Linked DNA regions of Mus musculus: region 2 is linked to region 1. Evidence: chromatin contacts called from public HiChIP or PLAC-seq data. All regions are on one chromosome and are shown on one strand. Each heading gives the region's core, a stretch centred on a gene start, on an enhancer-like site or on the middle of the called end of the contact. The rest is flanking DNA. Distances are from core to core; before and after follow the strand shown. Region 1 holds the start of Dcaf10 (DDB1 and CUL4 associated factor 10). Region 2 has its middle 2.6 kb from the start of Gm12409.

Evidence for each region. HiChIP or PLAC-seq counts read pairs in DNA pulled down with a chosen protein or histone mark.
Region 2: a contact with region 1 is called in an H3K4me3 HiChIP or PLAC-seq map of the SCID.adh cell line, with 15 read pairs. The contact joins the enhancer-like site here to the promoter of Dcaf10 in region 1. A contact is called at or near these places in 2 of 484 Hi-C or Micro-C datasets (both in embryonic stem cells), 12 of 115 datasets of contacts at active chromatin or transcription factors (the SCID.adh cell line, SST interneurons, acute myeloid leukemia and 8 more) and 3 of 9 other capture datasets (adipose tissue, embryonic stem cells and liver).

What each region holds. Positions count from the first base shown.
Region 1 is chr4:45,340,377-45,343,543 of GRCm38.p6, reverse strand. It overlaps Dcaf10 (DDB1 and CUL4 associated factor 10), which reads right to left and starts at 1,443. Exons shown (of 7, transcript NM_153167.2): 1 at 817-1,443. The coding sequence starts at 1,376.
Region 2 is chr4:45,765,158-45,768,525 of GRCm38.p6, reverse strand. No RefSeq gene overlaps it. Among named protein-coding and RNA genes, the nearest start is that of Gm12409, 2.6 kb to the right of the region's middle. Within about 2 kb of position 1,320, at least 13 of the 459 cell types and tissues checked have an H3K27ac peak or open chromatin away from gene starts, as enhancers often do. A contact at or near this core is called in the SCID.adh cell line, where this site is marked.

The DNA.
Region 1 (3,167 bases), core at 194-2,693:
TCAAACACTGCTGTATTTTAAATCTAATACTTGTTTAATCTTTATGTAAATACCCATGAAAGATTCCAAATAGAGCTGAGTCCTCATCATTATGATTTAACTTAGTCGCTTCCCCCCCTTCAAGCCTATTTTCTTCTCCTTTTAATATAGTTTACCGGTTGTTTTATAATGTTTTAATATATATGTAGTCTTGATATATTGTGATAAGAATGTTATTATGTCATCTTACCGTGGAGCCACAAGCAGTATTTTAAACTTGTTGTTAAACTTGTGCACTCACAAGACAGAGTACTACTAAATTTCCCTGGGGTAGTCTGAAAATTCCCTATGGCTTGAAGTAAACCAAGAGCAATCATCTTAGCAGTCTAAGCATGCAGTCTATCCCACAAAATGGCCCAAACCCTGAGAAGCGGATTTCTGCAGTCTTAGTGTCTTTCTAAAGCCTTCATTTGTCTCCTTCGTGGCAGGATCTGGCACACGGTCCAAAGAGTCTGCAAGTTTTCTACCTTTCACATAAATTCAGATCAGAACAAAGCCAACTGAGGATCACAGGAAAACGACGAGCATTTCTTTAAAGCCTATTTGTTTTGGTGTACCAGAACGCCCTAGTTGTGTACTGGCTCCGACTGACCTGAAGCGACGGCTTAAAAGTAGTTCTCTTTCCCCGAGCCTCCAGGACCCCGAAGGGAAGCACTGGGCCTGCCTATCCCAACAGGCCAGGCCAGGGCTCATAGGTGACAAAGTACCGGGGGGCACGAAGGCCAGCGGCTGCGGCCAGCCTGAGCGGAGGGAGCCCGCTGGGGTGTAGGAGCTTACCCGTCCGGAGAGTACTCGAGGTTGAAGACAGCACCGTGGGTGCGGGTGCTGAGGTACACCGAGTCTGCGGGATGGATGGACCCATACAGGTTAGTCATCGTGCGGAAATTGTCCCGAGCCGGGTCCACGAACAGCCCGCGACCGAGGCTTCGCTCTCTCAGCCACCCGAACAGTCTGGCCCCGGGGCCGCCCAGGCCTGCGCCGAGGCCCTGCCGGCTCCGCCCGCCCGCCCTCCAGTCCGGCCTCGAGCGTCTGCGCGGCGAGGAGGAGGGTGACAGCTTTGCCTGCGACGCCGACGCGGTGGCGGCGGACAACTCCAGAGCTCCGGGAGCCGCGAACTCTCCGGCGCGCTCGGCTGGGGACACCGCGGGGCCGCCCGGGAGGCGAGGGCTCCCGGCGACCGGCGGGGGAGAGGCCGCGTCAGCTCCTCGCTGCGGAGACGCCGGTCGCGGAGCTGGAGAGGGCGGTCTGGAAGCTGCCGCCGGCCCTCCGAGAGGCGGCGGCTCCTCGGCTCCAGCCGTCTCGTCCCCGCCCGGGCTGTGGGGCCCGAAGGGAAACATGACCAACGCCCCCGCCCCCTATTCCGGGCCGCTGTCCCGCCGCCCGACAACTCAGCGCTCCCGCTCCAGCCGCCACTTCCGGGTGTCGCGCCCTAAAGCCGCCGGCTGGGAAACCCGCGCCGCCGCTAGGCTGCCCTCTGCCGGGGACGTAAAAGCAGGGACACCACCGCCGGGTGCGCCACAACCTAGGAGGACTGTGAAGTCAGGATCCACGAGCCCTGTGTGTGCAATGTAGGGCACACAGAACCCGACTACAACCAGCAGAGAGTCGGCCCTCAGCTGTCAGGGAGCACTGGCTGGCTGTGTGCCGGACCAGTCCTACCAGACTGGGTCGGATTATCTACTGTTGTCCTTACACTGAAATGGAGCAGCAAGAGGGGCTGGGGGAGGGGACGGTGATTACTGTATTATATGTAGGTCACACAGTAAAGCTCTTGGCACACTGCCTACTTACTCAGCCTAGAACTCTATAAAGATTCAAGAGCAGTCGAATTTAAAAAGCATTGGACTGTACAGGGCCTAGACTAAAGGAATCTATTGATGTCATACATATCTGCCCAAATCTTGGTTGCTGCACAGTAAGGGAAATCTTTATCAGGGTTAGAGCCTTCTTCTCTTCCCCGCAAAAAGAACATACGTGCAGCTAGGAGTAAATGAGGGGAGCTAGAGATCAATCAATTCAAATCCACAAAGCCAGAGCCCACTGTCCGTCATACTCATACTACATCTGCCAAGCACTGCCCGGGCCTTGACGATATTCCCCTGTCTCCGCCCCTGCTGCCCCTGATGATATTCCCCTGTCTCCGCTCCTGCTGCCCCTGACGATATTCCTCTCTGCTCCAGCTGCTGAGTACCTCTTTTCAGGGAACTCATTAACAGGGAATAGAGGTTTCCAGTGCAGGGAAGTTTAGTCCTCAAAAAGGATAGCCCGAGGTAAAAGGAAAGGCAGATAGATAACAAACAAAACAAAATAAACCCCAACCAATTCTGTAGGTCTGTAGCGTTGTAGGGAGTTTACGTTTTAGTGACTGTGATATAAACCTGGAGGATGTGCCAACCCGTGAAGACAGACCTGGAAGATGTCTGCAGAAAGGGACTTAGATATTCAATGGTTGAACTTTAGACAGAAAATCAAGAAATCATCATTCGGTCTGAATTGGCTCCACATAATCAGATTTCACAGTGCAGGGCATTCCCCATGAAAAGCATACTAAGGTCCCAAAGGCATTGAAGAGCTGTTCACTGGGCTGAGGATGTGGTTCAGCGGTGGAACGTTTATCTAACGTGTGTGAAGCCCTAACTTCAACCCCTAGTACCGTAGAAAAGAAGAAGAAAAAACTAACCATGTTCACTGACAATTTAGAGAATCTAAGGAAAGAAAATTGGAATAAACAAGAGTTTATAAGTTTACATGTTCTCTGTTCATGTCATAATGACTCTCAAAAAGTTAAATTGTGAATAAGCTCAAGGCAATGGTGGTTATAGCACAGAATAAGTAAGTTAGTAATATGTGGTTTTAAAAATGCTTGTATTTAATATGTGAATATTCATTTATTCCAGATATTTTTACTGAAACCTAAAATAAGAGCATATTACATTAAAACTATGACCCTAGGGCTGGAGAGATGGCTCAGAGGTTAAGAGCACTGACTGCTCTTCCAGAGGACCAGGGTTCAATTCCCAACAACCACACGGTGGCTTCACAACCATCTATAATGGGATCTGATGCTCTCTTGTGGTGTGTGTCTGAAGACAGCGACAGTGTACTTGTATAAATAAAAATCAAACTTA
Region 2 (3,368 bases), core at 71-2,570, 430 kb before region 1:
GGAGAGGATGGGAGTTGCATCTGGCCAGTGGGAAAAGCCTGGGAAAGACCATGCTTAGGAACACGGGAGACTTTTAGCTGGATTCAGCTAGGATGAAGGAGTGTGAGAGCCGGAGGAGCAGCCAAGGCAGTCAAGGTAGGCTGTGCAATGAGCTGAAGAGGCGTGGCACCACGTGACTGTTGAGAGAATGGGAAATAGCAGGAGGGCAGGGTTAAGAGTTTGATCATCATGGAAAGCTAAGTGTTGGATGAAGTTCACAGACAAGTCAGTCCATCTAACACCGAGTGAGATGAGCAAGTCCAGGCTGGGCCCCCTGCCAGAATCTGCATCGTGTGGGAGAGGGGAAATGGAATCTAGGAGGCAGCAATAGGAGATCATCACCCTGGGCCAGGCACAGGCTGCTCCTTCCTGGGCATCTCTCCTCTGAGCGCTTCGAGGCAACACCTTTGAGAGACAGCCGCAGAGGCCCACCGCTGCCAGCTCCTTCCTTATCTCTCTTGTAAACACAGATGTTTTACCGCCTTGTCAAAGGCAAGGCTCTTCCAGCCTACCCTGGGGAGAACAGAAATTTCAACCCCTTCAGCCTGGACACATGCCAGATGAGATCTCTGCCTTACACTCAGAATTGCAGAAATCTCTTCTTTGAAAGCCGAGGAAGGCCACCCCAGGCCTGGCGGCTGTGTGCAGGATAGATGGGATTCGGATAGAAAGCCATCTCCCTCCCTTTGGACCAAAGGTACTGATGGAAGGCTGGGCTGCACAGGGCTGCAAACCTCTGCTGTGAGGGAACTTCTCCAATAACGGGAGTTAATTCCCGAGAGTGCCTTTTGCTCTCCTGTCCGGTGATTTCAGACATTACTGGAGGATCACCCTGCACCTTTTGAAAGCCCTCAATGTCACCAAAGCCGAACTGTAGGGTGTATTCTAGGCTTCAGGCCCTTCCCTGCCACCAGGACCCATTAGTTATCACAGACCTGGTACAGAAAGCCACAGAGCTGCTCCTAGAACATGGACACCCCCATCAAGGACTGTGGAGTCACTTCAGTCATGGGCCATCCATTGTCTGGTTTAATAGCAGCTTCCTGTCACAGTCTAAACAATGTTCCAGAAAAATCCCATTCCTGGGGCCTAGTCAATGGCTGCCTGTTGGCTGTTGGGTGTGGTGGACTCAGCTTGGTGATGAGGTCTCTAGATCCACCTAGTCCATCATCCAGTAGCTTTGGGATACAAGCAGATATCTGATGTCTCTGTACCTCTTCCTCTTTTGTAAAAGCAAGAGGCGTTACATAGATCCTGGGAACCGTTGCCTCTATCCAGTGGTGCCTCTACAAGGCAGAGTCCCCGCCTCCTGAGCCGTAGACCTCCTGTTTCCCAGGAGTCAAACAACCACCCCAAGAAGAGCCAGAGCTAAATGAGATCATTTATGTTAAAAGCTTTGTAACTGGAAATGGTTGGCGTACAGCTTGGTGGGGATCTTGCAGAACCCTTTGAACCAGATGATGGAGTTACATCTATTGGCCAGGGAGTGGCAGCTACAGTCCAGGCCTGAGTTGAATGAGGGAGGAGCTTTGGGTATATGCTGGAGAGGCGGGGGTAAGGGTGGGGGTGAGATCTGAGGCAAGAGTTAGGGTGTAGCGATATCTGCCTATGTTAAGTGAAGACAAATGTCACTGGGCTCCGTCCAGAGGGTGACGGGAAAACATGGAAGGTGTTGGCGTGGGAACATGGCAGAAGCAGAGATATGAATCAGAAAAAGCATCCTGGTAGCTTGTGTGGAGGGCAGAGGGGAGGGTGACAGGCTGAAGAGGCCGACTCATAGTCGGTGAGGTCTAGGTGAGGGGATGAAGAGGCCTCAACAAGGCTCAAGTGACTGGGGTCTGGGTCACTGGGGTCTTGGCTCTCTTGTTTATCTCATACACTACCAGAGGCTTTCTACTGAGGACAAGGCCCAGGAAAAGAGCTTTTCTTGCAAGAACTGGCTGAGCACGGCCCCACCCCCAGCACCTAGAGGCCCAGCTCTGTCTTGGGCCCCGACTTCTTTGAAGTCATCAAACAGATCACCCCAAAGACAAATCACCCCAAGAGCTCATTTGTGCTTGCCACGCTGTGTGAGCGAGTGTTTTTTTTTATCACACCATCTTAATATTATATAACATTTCAAGTCACTTTGTCCCTTTTAAGAGGACAGAGGTCATGGGGTGGGAGTGGGGGTGCCCCCCTCAACTCCTTTGGCCCCTGCTGTGTGAGGCAACAGGGTTGCCTGCACCATGGGATGTTTGAACACACAAGCTGATGTCCCTGAGACCAGAGCTCTTCCGGCCACACTCTTGTCGACGTTCCCTCTGGTCCCCTTCCCCCCCCCCCCCCCCCCCCCCCGCCGGCCCTGTGACGGCTGCAGTCGATATCTGCTTTAATGTGGTTGGTCTCATTAACATGGACTGGATTAAGCGGCCCACATGGGCTTTTCAATTAGGAAGACAAGTTTCTGCCCGTGTTTACAAAGGGATTACGCTCAGCTCGCCTCTCTTTCCTCCTCCCTCCCTCTGCTTCTCTCCTCCTCCCTCCTCCCCACTCCCTTTCTTCCTTCCTCCCCTCCCCTCTCCTCCCCCTCGTTTTCTTTTTATTTCTCCTTCCTTCTCTCTCTCTTCCCTTTTCGCATGGTTCATAAATAAACTGGTTTGCCTCTTTCTCCTTTGGGGCCGTGTGGAAATTAGGGCTGAGATGGGCAGGAGTTTGTTAGCATCATCAAGCCATCCTAGGAGACAGAGACTCCCAGTGCCCAGCCATGCGTGACTGTTGCAACCTGTGCGTGCATGCCTCCAGCCCCCAGCTCACGTAAGGAGCCAGCCCTCTCCACAGGCTCTGACCACAAGAAACATCTTTTCAACGGCGCTATCACCTATTCCAAGTCCCCCTACCCAGCTAGCTTCCCAGAGCCCACCCATGCTAGGGACCACTGCTCTCTAGGATCTTTGCAAGGGAGAGGCAAGTCTCACACTGAGTCCTAGGAGAGCCTCTGAGCTCTCTGTGGGAGAACCCGTTGTTCTCTCTGGCATCCTTGTTTTCTATGCTTCTCTCTGGCATCCAGGCACTCCCCCAGCCCCGCAAGGACACGCGAGTATAGTTTCCCTCACGTTGTGAGGGAGCTTTTGTTCCCTTTCCCTGGATTAAGAATACACCCTAATCATTACTCCACACGGCTTATCCCCCCACCCCCACCCCGCAACGCAGCCCTGCTCGAGAGCTTTGGAGTGTGTGCCACGCGGCAGTGTCCTGGCTCGCTTTGCTGTCGGCCGCGCTGAGCCTCTGCCCTGCCTCTCTCAGGTCCTCACAGCATCTTTGTTTTGTGCCTTTTTCCTGCTACTGGA